Regions from separate parts of the Mus musculus genome. Here region 1 is linked to region 2. The links are chromatin contacts, called in public Hi-C maps. All regions are on one chromosome and are shown on one strand. The core of a region is the stretch at or near the end of the contact, and the rest is flanking DNA. Distances in the headings are between cores, read along the strand shown. Region 1 overlaps Slit3 (slit guidance ligand 3). Region 2 overlaps Slit3 (slit guidance ligand 3).

What was found. Hi-C and Micro-C count contacts between places; a contact is called where the count stands out from the background.
Region 1: a Hi-C map of the N1E-115 cell line shows a contact between it and region 2, with 4 times the contacts expected there. The contact joins two enhancer-like sites. A contact is called at or near these places in 1 of 15 datasets of contacts at CTCF or cohesin (embryonic stem cells) and 3 of 484 Hi-C or Micro-C datasets (the N1E-115 cell line, cerebral cortex and embryonic stem cells).

Annotation. Positions count from the first base shown.
Region 1 is chr11:35,659,967-35,666,344 of GRCm38.p6, forward strand. It overlaps Slit3 (slit guidance ligand 3), which reads left to right. Exons shown (of 36, transcript NM_011412.3): 25 at 1,220-1,383; 26 at 4,096-4,220. The region is part of intron 2 of Gm46278 (a long non-coding RNA gene); the gene reads right to left. Among named protein-coding and RNA genes, the nearest start is that of Gm46278, 13 kb to the right of the region's middle. Within about 2 kb of position 3,840, at least 7 of the 459 cell types and tissues checked have an H3K27ac peak or open chromatin away from gene starts, as enhancers often do. A contact at or near this core is called in the N1E-115 cell line, where this site is marked.
Region 2 is chr11:35,268,820-35,275,553 of GRCm38.p6, forward strand. The region is part of intron 4 of Slit3 (slit guidance ligand 3); the gene reads left to right. Among named protein-coding and RNA genes, the nearest start is that of Gm46277, 16 kb to the right of the region's middle. Within about 2 kb of position 2,607, at least 8 of the 459 cell types and tissues checked have an H3K27ac peak or open chromatin away from gene starts, as enhancers often do. A contact at or near this core is called in the N1E-115 cell line, where this site is marked.

The DNA of each region.
Region 1 (6,378 bases), core at 2,590-5,089, 390 kb after region 2:
TTTTTTTTTTTTTTTTTTTTTTTTTTTTTTTTTGGTTTTTCGAGGCAGGGTTTCTCTGTGTAGCCCTGGCTGTCCTGGAACTCACTCTGTAGACCAGGCTGGCCTCGAACTCAGAAATCCTCCTCCTTCTGCCTCCCAAGTGCTGGGATTAAAGGTGTGCGCCACCACCACCTGGCTACCCTAAACACTTTTGATGAATTATCTCTTATATTTTTTTTTACGGAATTAAGGTGCTTTATTCTCTTATATATGATGAAATTCAGACTCAGGAAAGTTAAAGTATTTTTCCTGAGGCTGCACAGCCCACAGGTAGGCAGCTACGTGTTTGCCTTGACTCCGGTGGGCATATTATCAGCCATGCTGTATTCCTTTCTTATTCCACTCACGGAACTTGAGAGCATGAACGATAGCCTCTCATCAAGCCGTGAGACTTTACCTAGAGCTCAGTCCCCTGACTCCCAGGCCAGCCCTGTGTCCATAGCTAGCACTCTCAGACAGTGTCCATAGCTAGCACTCAGACAGTGCCCAGGCACCCACCTCTGTTGGTAAGATGGTAAGACTGTATTCCTCCTCTGTATACATTTTAATTATTTTCATGTTGTATACACAGGCTACAGTACTGACATGTATGCATTCTGTACACCAAAAGTAGAAATAGTAGATAATAGGATATTTTAAAAAATGAATTGTACTGTTTTCTTCCCAATCACTTTGGAGAAGTTTGGGGTGAGCTATGGCTCACCCCCATATCTTCAATCTCCCCGACTTGAAGCTGCTTCCTGAATAGGGGTCCTGGAACAACTCTTTGAGAACAAATCTTCTAACAGACCCTTTGCTTGAGAGTCACATGAGGAGGTGGCCAGAGGTCTGGAATGTGTCCCTTGGAGAGCCAGGACTATAGGAGAGTCCAGGACAGAATGTTCCAGAGCATCAAGAACAAAGCCTCAGAAGTGGCTGCCATTGCTGAAGGGCACAGACATCACTCTGTCTAGAGCAGTCACTTAGGCGCAATGGAACATCTACTGAATTGGAAATAGACTCTGGAAACTTTGATTTTTTTTTTCTTAGTGGAGATGTATCTTCTAGCCTGCACACTAGACTCCTCTAATTTAGTTTTAAAACCTTGAGTTTTCAGAGAGCCACAGATGGGGAGGAGCCTGTGGGCCAGGCCAGGCCAGGCCAGGCCAGGCAGGGCCTAACTTCCTCTTCTGCCTTCCAGGGCCCTGGGAACCAACCCTCTCCACTGTGACTGCAGTCTGCGTTGGTTATCAGAGTGGGTAAAGGCTGGATACAAGGAGCCTGGCATTGCCAGATGCAGCAGCCCCGAGTCCATGGCAGACAGACTCCTGCTCACCACCCCCACTCACCGGTTCCAGTGCAAAGGTAGGTGTTGCCTGCCTTCACATCTAAGCACATGTGGCTTGCAAAAAGCACAGCTTATCTCATGCATATAACATAGATATACTGTATATTTTATCTCTACTTATGATGCGCTGTAAATGCCATATACAAAGTTGTTATATTGTGTTGTTTAGGGACTAATGACCAGTACATGATTAATAAGGGTACAGTTTTGTTCCAGATATTTATGGTCTGTGGTTGGCTGAATATTCAGATGTGGAATCTGCTTGTGAGAGATCCATGAATATAGAGGGCTGACTGTACTTGCTGGCTCCTTCTCCATATGTTGTCTATAGATGAGAACATCTCTAGCCTACTTTCCTAACCCAGGAATATTAGCATTCACATTGTACTGCCTCAAGATTCTTATATACATGACTTTTAATAATTTTTACATAATTTTTAATAATTTTCTCTCTCTCTTGTGTTCATATGTGCAAACACATACCCAGTACAGTGTATATATGGAGGTCAGGAGACGACTTGTGGGAAATAGTTTTGTCCTTCCACCATGTGGACTCCAGGAACTGAACTCAGGTCCTCAGTCTTTGTAGACCTTTACCCACTGAGCCACCTTGTCACTGTACATATTATTTTTACTGGCTCATTATAACTATCCACTCCTAAGTGTTTATATGACAGGGTCTATGTTAGATGTGTTTTTATTCATCGTTTTATTTAACATATTAACATATTACTTATTTAACATATTAACATATTATTTAATTTTTTGTGTCAGATTAACTCTCCAACATTTTTATGGGTAGATGTCTATAATGCCCTCCTGTTAAATATTTAGAGCAGCTAAGCCTTAAAGAGGTTGAACAGTCTCTCCTCACTTGGGTTGAGGGTCAAACCCAGAACCTTGCTCTCCCACTGAGCCACATCTGTATCCCAAACTAATTCATAAGAACACAACAATAGGACCCCGACTCTCCCTACCTCTAGAACATGAGCTTCTGACCCTCACAGCCCTGCTGTCTTCCATCACAGCCTACTTAACTATTTCTTGGGTGAAAAATCTCCAGTGTTTCCATTTTCCCTCTTACAGTGAATGCATGAAGATGTTTCTCTGTTTAACATTGTATCCTTAGATAAGAGTCAGAGTCTCCAATGATACCCTATAAATACGTTGTCTTCAAACAGTTTGCAGAATCGATTTCTAAAATGGCTGGTAATGGGCTCCGGCTCTCATCGGTGCCCCCTGAGTGTCTTTTTCTTAGAGAACCAGGTTCCTTTGTCTTACTTTATAGGCAGAGTATCACCTCTATTTTATCTGCCCTTAATTTTGAAGCATCCTGAATGTAATTTCAGAATCTATCTTGAATCTGCATTGAGCATTCGTCTGTTAGTGCCCTTTGCTCATCTCTGAGAATCTCAATGTTCAGTTTTTATTTTCCCTTTCAAACTGCGCAGAGTGTCCCATGTGGCTGCTGAAAGCAGAAAACATTCCATTGATTTAAAGCTAATTTTAACTTTCTACTTCCTGCTTCTGAGACATCTGATCTGATACTAGAGGGACTCAAATAGCCCTGAAATAGTGGTGCTCAATCTCGACAGGAATCACCTGCAGAAGTTTAAAAATCCCTACTCAAGGGCAGGGGTTGAAACTGGGTAGAACTGCCTCACATATAAAGTTGGCTTGGATTCGCAGTGCTTGAAAAATAACATTGGTTCTGGGTCCAGCAATCTCTGGATCTAGAGTTACAGTCTAGGCATAGGATTTAGACTGGTTCTGACTTGTCCTTGTGTGTCAAGAGAAATCTCTGTGTCCCAGGAACCCCTCAGTCAGAGGCAAGCACGGGCAGGTGGTTGCTCTCATTCTGATGTGAGCCCAAGTTGGACCTATTGGTTTCAGAGCTCCCTGGGGCCAATCTGTTCATCTACCTACAAACGGTCATTCATCAGAGTGACTCTCAACCCATCTACAGGTTGAAGACTGTTAGCTCCAAGCTAGTTAAAGTTCTGATATTAAATAGAGCATATATATATATATATATATATATATATATATATATATGTGTGTGTGTGTGTGTGTGTGTGTGTGTGTGTGTGTGTGTGTGTGTGTGTGTGTGTATGCTTTATATGTCTCCATAACTCATGCTCAAAGCTATCTACAGCAGTAGACATAATCCCTTTATGCAAATCTCTATGTGGGGACCATGACCTTACCAAAAAAAAAAAAAAGATGCAGTTATCATTTCCATGGATGACAAACGCAAAGAGCTCCCATCAGCATCTTTCTGTATGACATCATCACCCCTAAGGTCTTGAAGAAAGGCCCTTCCATGTGTGTGCCTTGGCATCCCTCCTTGGCTATTCTATGGGAAATGGCTTGGCAGGGGCAAAGGAGGAGAAGGTCGACACAGAGCCTGTGCTGCGAACTTCCTGGAATAGAAGATACGCAGGAGGGTTCTAATTATGGTGCACTGTTTGCAGATTAGCACCCAAATCGGATCAGGCTAATTACAGTAATTGATTTGACTGCAGAGTGCTTCTGTATGATGTCCCGCTGTGATTCTTACTCACTGGACAGTCGTTGAATTAATGGGACTCTCTCCAGAAGGATGTACAGCCTCAAGAGAGCCAGCGGCCCTCTGGGCCCAGACATGGGAGGGAGCCGGAGCAGAGGGGAAGTGAGGGGAGGTGCCCTGCTCAGAGAGCTGCCACCCACTCTCTGGTTTTGTTACTCAGGGCCAGTGGACATTAACATCGTGGCCAAGTGCAACGCCTGCCTCTCTAGCCCGTGCAAGAACAACGGCACTTGCAGTCAGGATCCCGTGGAGCAGTACCGCTGCACCTGCCCCTACAGCTACAAGGTAAGGTGGGAGGCTCCGCCCACCACTCGTGCCCAGGCTCTTCCATTGTCCTGGCTGCAGGGAGAGGCCCTGTGCAGCTGATGCTGTGTAATGTAGCCTGGATAACTACAATTCACTGTGACCTACCCCTGCCAAGTGACATTTGCCAACAACATCCCTAGTCTCCTCCATATTGCCTACCAGGCAGGGCCTATGGAATCTTAACAGGGATGCTGAGATAGAAATGCTACCTGTGTGGGGGTTTGTTTGTTTGTTTGTTTTGTTTTGTTTGTGAGTCACAGGGAGATTACAAACCAGGCAATTACAAAATGCTCTCTGGGAAAAGTCAGCCCTTGAACCCAGTATCCTGGCTGCTATTTCAGAGAATAAGGGGATTAGGGACTCAAAGACTCAATGATCTGGGGCTTCCAAGGCCACCCACATAGTTGGCAAACCCAACAGAAAGATGGAGACTACCAGGTTCTCCCATCCATTCTATCAGAAATCCAGGCTACTTCCAAGACAACCTTTACCCCCCCCCCCGCCCCCGCACAATCCACAAGTGTTACACTGTCCCCCTGCAGACTGAGTCAGGCTCTATGCTTGGTGTCTGGCTCACTCTTTCTCCTAGCAAACCTATGAAGAAGGCCTCTTTTATAAGACTAGAAACCAGGCTTCCATAGATTTGAGACTAAAACTCAAGGCTATTGCTATACAGGCCAAATGCCAACGTCCTTTACCCTGAAGAGGTTCCCAGATAGCCAGTGACTCACTGGGGTCCACAAGGTGCGACTCAATGCTTATCCATGGGATCTGAATGCTCTGGACAAGCCAAGAGTCCAGGGTATCCCGTAGCCCATCTTGTGCACCACATGCACAGGCTGAGTGTCAGGGATACAGCATCTGCATCCGTCCTCAGGGACTGGGCTTGGACAGTGACAGGCTTGAAAGGCAGTTTCCAGGGGACAGCTACCTGGTGGCTTTCTGCGCTTCTGTCTGGCTGTTAGCAGATGGTGTCAGAGTGCCACCTATGGGCCTGGAACAAGAAAGCCCAAGGACTCCTTTTTAAACCATCTGTCCCTAAGCCTTAAGTGTAGCCTAGAGTCCAAGCACAGAGATTGCTCAACTGCAGATCCAGTGAGCCCTGTGCATATGTGTTCAGTGGAGGGGAAGGAGTCTCAGGCTCTGGAATTACAGAGACGCATGTGTGGATTGCAGCGTTGTCCATGACCAGTGACTTCACCTCAGCCTTCTCATCCCCGACACCAGGACACATCCCACAGGTTGGGAGAAATTGATGTGTGGTCAGTGATGTGTGCAGTATACCTAGGAGAGGACCCACTGTATGGGAAGTACGTGATAAGCTGACACATCCCCATCTTTACCTTCCCTCTTGCAAGCTGCTCCATCCCTCATACTGGAGAGTGAGATTAGCCTATGGTACACTGCTGCTTTTTATTTGGAACTCGGTTCACAAGTGTCAAGGATTTTCATATATGTTGCTACACTGCCTTGGGAAACCAGAGTTGTCTAAGGATGCCATTGCTGTTGGTCTTCTGCAAGGCTTGAATGAAGTAATTGGACTGTATTATCTCAGCATGCTTAATCATCCAGAGACATCAGTCTTTATCCTCATTTGAAAGGTCAACTAAGATTTGTAAATGCTAGGGCTTACCCACGCTCTACCACTTACAAAGCACCGAACCTTAGCACAAAGCTAAAAACAGAACCCAGCCTGGTCTACCCTAGTGACTGGCTCTCCCTAAACCTTGCCCTTCCACCTGTAAAAGGAAACTCTCGAGCCCTCCAGCCTAGCTGTAACAAGGCTAAAAACGCATCGCATGTGCCCTTCGCCTACCCCAGTGCCAGGGTCAGCAAACATGCCACGTGGCTAACAATCTTGCCACTATTCTGGAATTTTAAAAAAATAAAATATACCTGATTTTTTTTCTCTACCACTGGGCTTCACGCACATGTTCAGTGCCTCCAAGAAGGACTTCCCAAGCCTGTATGCACCCAGGAATCTTATTAAGATGTCGGCTCTGATTTCTGAGAGCTGGGGTCAGGCCTGAGATGGTGTATATAACAAGCTCCCAGGGGCTGCCCAGGCTACTAGTCCAAGGACCACACTTTGAATAACAAGGTCCCTGAGTGGCCCCACACCCCATCTGACGACGCA
Region 2 (6,734 bases), core at 1,357-3,856:
GCTCAAAGTTGGATATTGGGTTTGAGGTCTATAGGAATTATTCTGGGAAAGAAAAATAAAATTCACAATTACTTTGTCAAAAATTTTTAGTGAACATTAGCCAGAGTTCCAAGTCAAAGCAGCAGAGAAATGGGGTTGGGATGTTGCTTTCCCTCCTCTGGGGCCCAAATGAAATGAGGGGCGAGCAGAGACCCTGCTTTGAAGGAACTTGTCAACATCTCCCTGTGAGCTTTGACCTGACCTTTGTCAGCAAGAGTGACATCTCTTCCATACACGCCCCAGGAAGTGGCTGGGCTGATGGCAGAGCAGAGATGGCCCTGGTCTTCCACAGGTATTTTTGGAATGCTTTTAATCTGAACAAGAGATGGTGCCATCTGTCCTGGGACTGTGGCCGGGAATGGTTCACAGCAAACCCATGCTAATGTGGGAGTGGCCCTCTTTGGATCCTCTCTCTGGGGCTGGTGGGAGTAGCCTTCTCTCTCTCTCTCTCTCTTTTTGCCTGTGAAGGATGGAGGCAACCATGGCCCCTCCCACTGCCTCCATGAAACCCGAGACTCAGACACTCACAATATCAGAGAAAGAAATGGAAATACTTTATGTTTGTGAATATAGCACGCAAGACAAAGAGAAATATTTTTGACTATATAGTCAAAATCACTGCCCCTCACACCCCTACCCCCGCAAATGAAGTCATCCCCAAGAGCTGTATCCTGAGAACAGGCCCTACCACAGGCCCATGTCTTCAAAACCACTCACAAAAGTCAAATCCCATTCAGAAACCAATCTATCTTTTTCCTTCTTTCCTTCCCTCCCTCCTTCCCTCCCTCTCCCCCTCCCTCCCTCCCCCCTTCCTTCCTTTCTTAAGTGTTTTGATCTTCAGCGTTCTATGGTGCACATAGTTCTGTCAGAGCTGAATTAGTCGCATACACTGACAGACAGAGCGTTCCCCTCCACCCTCACCAGGCATTTGCTCCCTGAGCCATGAGAAAGGTGGCTTTTGCGTCTGTTAATATAATTTTTCTTTTGACTGATGACTTTACACAATTGCAATGTATAAGCAGGCATTGGAGCGAAGGTCCCCTGAGTTCAGCCTGGGGTTCTTTCTACCATAAGCTCTCAGCTTCCCTTGGCTTGCATTGCCAAGGCTGACCTGTGTCAGCGACAAACAATGGCCGCCGCCGCGAGAACTGGGATCCCATCTTCCCCTAAGTTTCACACAGCTTTTTCTCCATTGCTCTTCAGACACCACCCTGAGAGCTGAGTGAAGTGGTACACGCATGTAATCCCAGACCTTAGAAGGCTGAGGCAGGAAGATTGACATGAATCTGAGGCAGCCTAACCTAAATGGAGCATACCAAGCTAGCTAGGGCTGGGGCCTATGATCCTGTCTCAAAAGCAAAAGCAAAAGCAAAACTTCTCAGAGTGTCTGCTCTCAGATTCTATGATGAGGAAACTGAGTCATAGAAGGATGAAACAAGGTCACTAGGCAGGAGCATGATGTGAGTTCACAGCTAGGTGCCTACAGAGTATTCCATTAACCACTTTGCCCCACCAGCTCTCTCCCGAGAACTGCTCACACTGTGGTACCTGGCAGAAGAGCCCCAGGACTGTACCTGAACACTGTCTTGCTCTTCTCACGACCCTGGGATGTGAGTGGCGAATGACCCTGACATCTGACTGAATAAAGTTCCCAAGAAAGCGACACGGACGCCACGTGAATGGGCAGCCAGCGCTGACAAGGTGCTCAGGTCTTAGTCTCTGACCTCTCACAGATCCTCTGGGCCCCTGCCAAGAGGGTTGTCCCTGTATCCATTTTCCTTCCGTCAGAGCTGTTACCATAGGCTGGTTATGAAAGCAGCTCCCTGTGATAGTGCCCTTAGGGAGCTAGGCCATCAGAACCCTGTCCTCACAGTGCTCCGCAGCCCAGGGATGGCTCAGAAGAGAGAGCTGGGGCTTGCTCCCAGAGAAAGGCAAAAAGGGAACCACACAAACTGGAGGGCAGCACACCCCAGGCTGTGATGGCCTGCAAATGATGCGGTTAATGACTGTACAGCAAGAAAGCCAGGAGTGGAGCCTTGCTTAGTGGAAGTCGAAGAGTGATTGCTGCTTCTGTGTAAGCGTTGACCCTAGCGTCCTTCATACTTAGCCTCTCCCTCGCTCCCCACTCTACTCCTGACCTGCCACCTGGCTTCCAAGCTCAGAGTTTCGTGTTGTGGAAGGGGGTTTTCCTGCTCTGGATCACTCTGATCCAGATGTCCAGCTGCAGAGAGCTTAGGAATCTCTCCTGGGGGGGGGGGGGACACAAAAAGGTTGAGCTCTGTTCTCTCTAGATTGCTGAGGAGTTCATTACAGTTGATGTTTCCAGCACCAGGAGCATGCGTTTGATTCTCTGGTTCCCAAAGGTACATGCAAAGTAGTCCTTTATATCACTGAGCCAGTGCTAGATGCTCTTCACTGTTGGTAGATGGTAATGGAACTGAGGCTGGAGATAGGAGCTTTTCTTCAAGGTCATGGAGCTTTAATAATGACCCAGAACAGGCCAGGCTGCCTGACTGCTAAGTCAGCCCTTTCCTTTCTGAACTCCATGGTCCCACAAAAGGGAAGGATGCTGCTATTGCATTCCAGGTCCAGACATCCCTCTGTGAGGCAGTGGGGTGGGGAAGACACATGCAGCTGGATGGGGGAACTGTTCCTTGTCTCCCTTTTGAGGCTGAGGCCATTTTCTTTTCCTTATTTAGAACTCTGTTTAGACCCAAGTGTCATCTGCTTGTCTCTGAGAACCTGCACAGCCTCTCAGCCTTACCCTTATCTTATTTTATATTTAACCTCATTAGCTATTTGTGGGCCAAGCCTGGACCAGATCATAATGGCAGGCTCGCAAGGAGGGGGCTCTGATGTTTATCTCTGCTGCAGAGTGTCTGGAATAGTAATTAACTTTGAGGTTCTGGATATGGGAGGGAGTGGTGTGAAAGTCAGAAGGAGAAAAAAAAAACTGGCTAATTTGCAGAGATCTTCCTGAAGTCAAAAGCAACAATTTGTGCGTTTGTGACTCTCATATCCCACGTCGATGAACATCTGTACATAGTTCCACATGGGCAGATGTTGCACAACAAAGAGTTTAATTTGCCATTGAGCTGACTCAGTAACCTGGGGCAAGCGACGTTATCACTTAGAGCTTCTTCATCTGCAAAACAGGGATAAACTGGGATGAAACTCAGTGCATGGTTACAGCACTTAACACACAGCCTCTGATGTTTTAAGTCAAGGCACCAACCAAAGTGGGGTCGTCCTGCGGGCTGTAGCTAGTTGGTGCTGCGCCGCATCCTTCACGCCCACAACTTAGATTCTCGGTGAGTCAGGGCTGCCTAACTTTGGTCAGTCCTGGCTCTGCAGGGAAGAGTGAGCTGGAATTTGATTGTTAAGGACATTTATTTCCCCAAGACTGCCCTAGTCATGACACTCTCATATAAGCAGATTTGAAAAGCTGATTTCCATAATCTGGGCTCTTGATCGCTCCTGACTCTGGCATCAGACCTTGTCCCTCTGGCACGACCATGAGAGCCACCCACAACACGAGGTACTCAGTTGCCCCTTTCAGCACCTCATTTCCTAGATAGCCACTAGAGAGTGCCTGGGGGTCTCTGGGGTCTGTGTCTTTTGGTGACCAATAATTGCAGGACCCTCAGAGGACAAAAACCTGAGTGCAGCTTGGATCAGGCAGATGACAGGGACAGAATTTGGAAGCCGGAATTAATCACAGAGACTTAGCTCAGGAAGACGAAATTCCATGGTGTGTTCTTGCATTTAAGGTCAGTCTGGGTGCTTTCGTCTAACAAGAGCACGTGCAATTGTTTTGCTCCCCAAACAATCACTGCCTACAGAATGCCTTTCTATAAGCAATCAAATAAAATTTGCTGGTATCATTTCCTCTTAATTTATCATGCAACTAGCATGTGATTAGAACCGCCCCAGCTGTGTTTCTTCTGTGATAGGTAGCTGGGAGTCATGAACTTTACAGTGAGAAAGGTCTGCCTTCCAGGCCACCTCCGTCACTTCAGACAATTTACCTCTCCGACTCGGTTTCCTCCACTGTGGGAGGAGACTGGGGCTGCTCCTTTGCAGGACTTCTGTGAGGGTTTGACGTGTACTGAGCATCAGGCCCGGATATAATGGCTTTTCAACAAATAGCACATGTTGTGATTATTTTGATTTTTTTTTTTTACATGAAATTGCCAGTCACACACGCCATTACTTCTTAGAGAACAGCTTCCAACTTCCAGGTTATAATTAAATACGTCAGCTCTACTGCTGCCACTCTTTAAATTTTATCCACTGCGACTCCTTGTTAAACATTCATTAGGCTATTTCACAAATACACATTTTATAGAGAGCATCAGTGCCAAATCACAATTAGGAACGATTTTCATACCACACTTAACCAAGGTCGGGGACTCTGTATGTGAGATGACAACGTCTCCCGAACAATGTGCAAGGCAAATGCTTCACCTTCTCGGCCACTCCTAACATTTCAAACCAAGGTCTTGCATTTAATTAATCTCCAGAAAGTCTCATCTCGGGCTTATTAAGTGCATTATTTTGTGAGAGCAAACAAAGGGCCTCACTTGCAGGGCCAAGTGTGTTTATTCCAAATAGTTAATTAAATTGTGTCAGTTCCTGCCCTGGAGCGTTCGGGCTATTCTGTTTTTCTACCCATGTGGACAGTTTGTCATCATTCATTTTTATTTCCTCTCCGGCCTTTTAAAGAGAGACGCGGGGCAGCGGCCTGAGCATGTGCTGTGTGGTTGGAGCAGTTTGCAAAGTTAAATTGGTTAAATACGACTTGAGCGCCGCTCCAGGAGCTGGCTCTGTTTTTCTAGAATCCACTAGGGTTTTTCAGCAACAAAACAGGCCTGAACAGTTCTGACCCTGAACGTGAACAATAGCATCCCAGAGAGCCTTGAATCCTCCCTACTTGGAGCTCTGTGGAAGGGGAGTGCAGCTGGAGCAGGGTGCTTTCTCAAGCTGCGGCACACTCCCTTGACCTGCTGAACTAAACAGGGGTATATTTATGGGAACTCTTTCTCCAAGAAGCACGGGGGACTTCCTTTAAGCTTTAGAAGTGGCATCCCTGCAGAAGACAGAAAAGGAAAGAGAAAGACATTCTCCTTTACTTTCACGACATTAGGTGTCTGGTGTGATAAAGGAGGGAGACTCCAGCTCTTAAGAAACCCAAGGACCAGGGACAGTGAACACCTAGGGCAGGTTATTCAAGACCCCCTCTTTCTAATAGCAGGAGGGTATCAGCCCTCAGCCTAGTGTTACTAAAGCTACCTTAGAGAGAAGTGAAGAGGCCAGGTACTTCAACGATGTTTGAAGTCGGTGTTAGTCATGGACTGGATGAACTGCCTGGCTGTGCTAACACCACACACTGTACAAACTGTTATCAAATGTCTACTTAGGTAATAAGTGTTTGCTTGTCACAAGCCTGTTACACACCAAATCCTCAACCAGCCTTTCATGCCCAGGGCTTGCCACATGTCTGGTGAGAGGTCTACCTTTCTGGTCACAGGTATATTTTGCCTTTAATAATGGCCCTGAGCCAGGCCATTCGAGATGAAGCTCGTAAAGACATGGCAGAGCTGTCTTCTCCAGACGCTTGACTGCAGCGGGTGATGATGCCAGTGGTGGGCTTTTGTGGAACAAGTCCTCTAAGTCAGGCACTGAGTCCAGTAGTCTTCTATGTTGGCTGGAAGTGGCTCTCCAAAGAAAAGACGGTCATATCCACTTTACAGACCAGAAGACTAAGGAAGCTAACCCACTCATCCAAGGTCACCAGCTAGTAAATGACAATGCTAAGATTCTGCAATATGGAAAGGTCATTTAAAAAAAAAAAAACAGGGCATGATAATAGTCCATGTCTTTAATCCCAGCACTCAGGAGGCAGAGGCAGGTGGATCTCTGTGAGTTCCAGCACACCCTGGTCTACAAAGTGAGTTCCAGGACAGCCAGAGCTATTGCACGGAGGAACCTTGTCTCAATTAAAATAATAAAAATGGGAAAAGACATGTTTCTGGGATTACACATTGGTCCTCATGCTTGAAAGTGGGGTGTGGTTGTGCGTGCTTATAATTCCATTACTGGTGAGATGAAGATAGGAGAACTTAGGGGGTTCATAGGCCAGGCAGTGATGAACCCTAGATCGAAGTGAGAAACCTTATCAAAAAACAAAGTAGACAGCCATGAGGCACAGCATCTGTGGTTGACCTCTGACCTCAACTTGCACACACACACACACATACACACACACACACACACACACACACGTGCTGTGGATTAAAAAATATATGTGTTAATGGCAGCTTGGTGAATCCTTGTAACAAAGAAAGCTTGGAAAAGCTCAGGACTCTAGACCAGAGTGCAGGGAAAACAGAACTAGCTGCCTTAGGAGCTGAGTTGGACAATCTCAGTGCAGGCCAGGAGCCAGAGGATGATCTGAGCAGGTAGGCAGCCGAGAAGAGTATTTTAGGAGGCAGGGGTGACTGCTATGGTCATCGGATAGTAGATGGCTTTGAACTTCAAGCTGCTGCGAACAAATGAAATCAGGGAAGCTGAGGTGTCATAGCCCCGTAGCTCCTAAGAGCAGGTGGGCTCCCTCGGGGTGGTAAAGCACCCCCTTCCAAAGAGAGACAGTGACACTAGTCAGCAGGATTCTGGTCCAAGCAGTGTGTCATTGT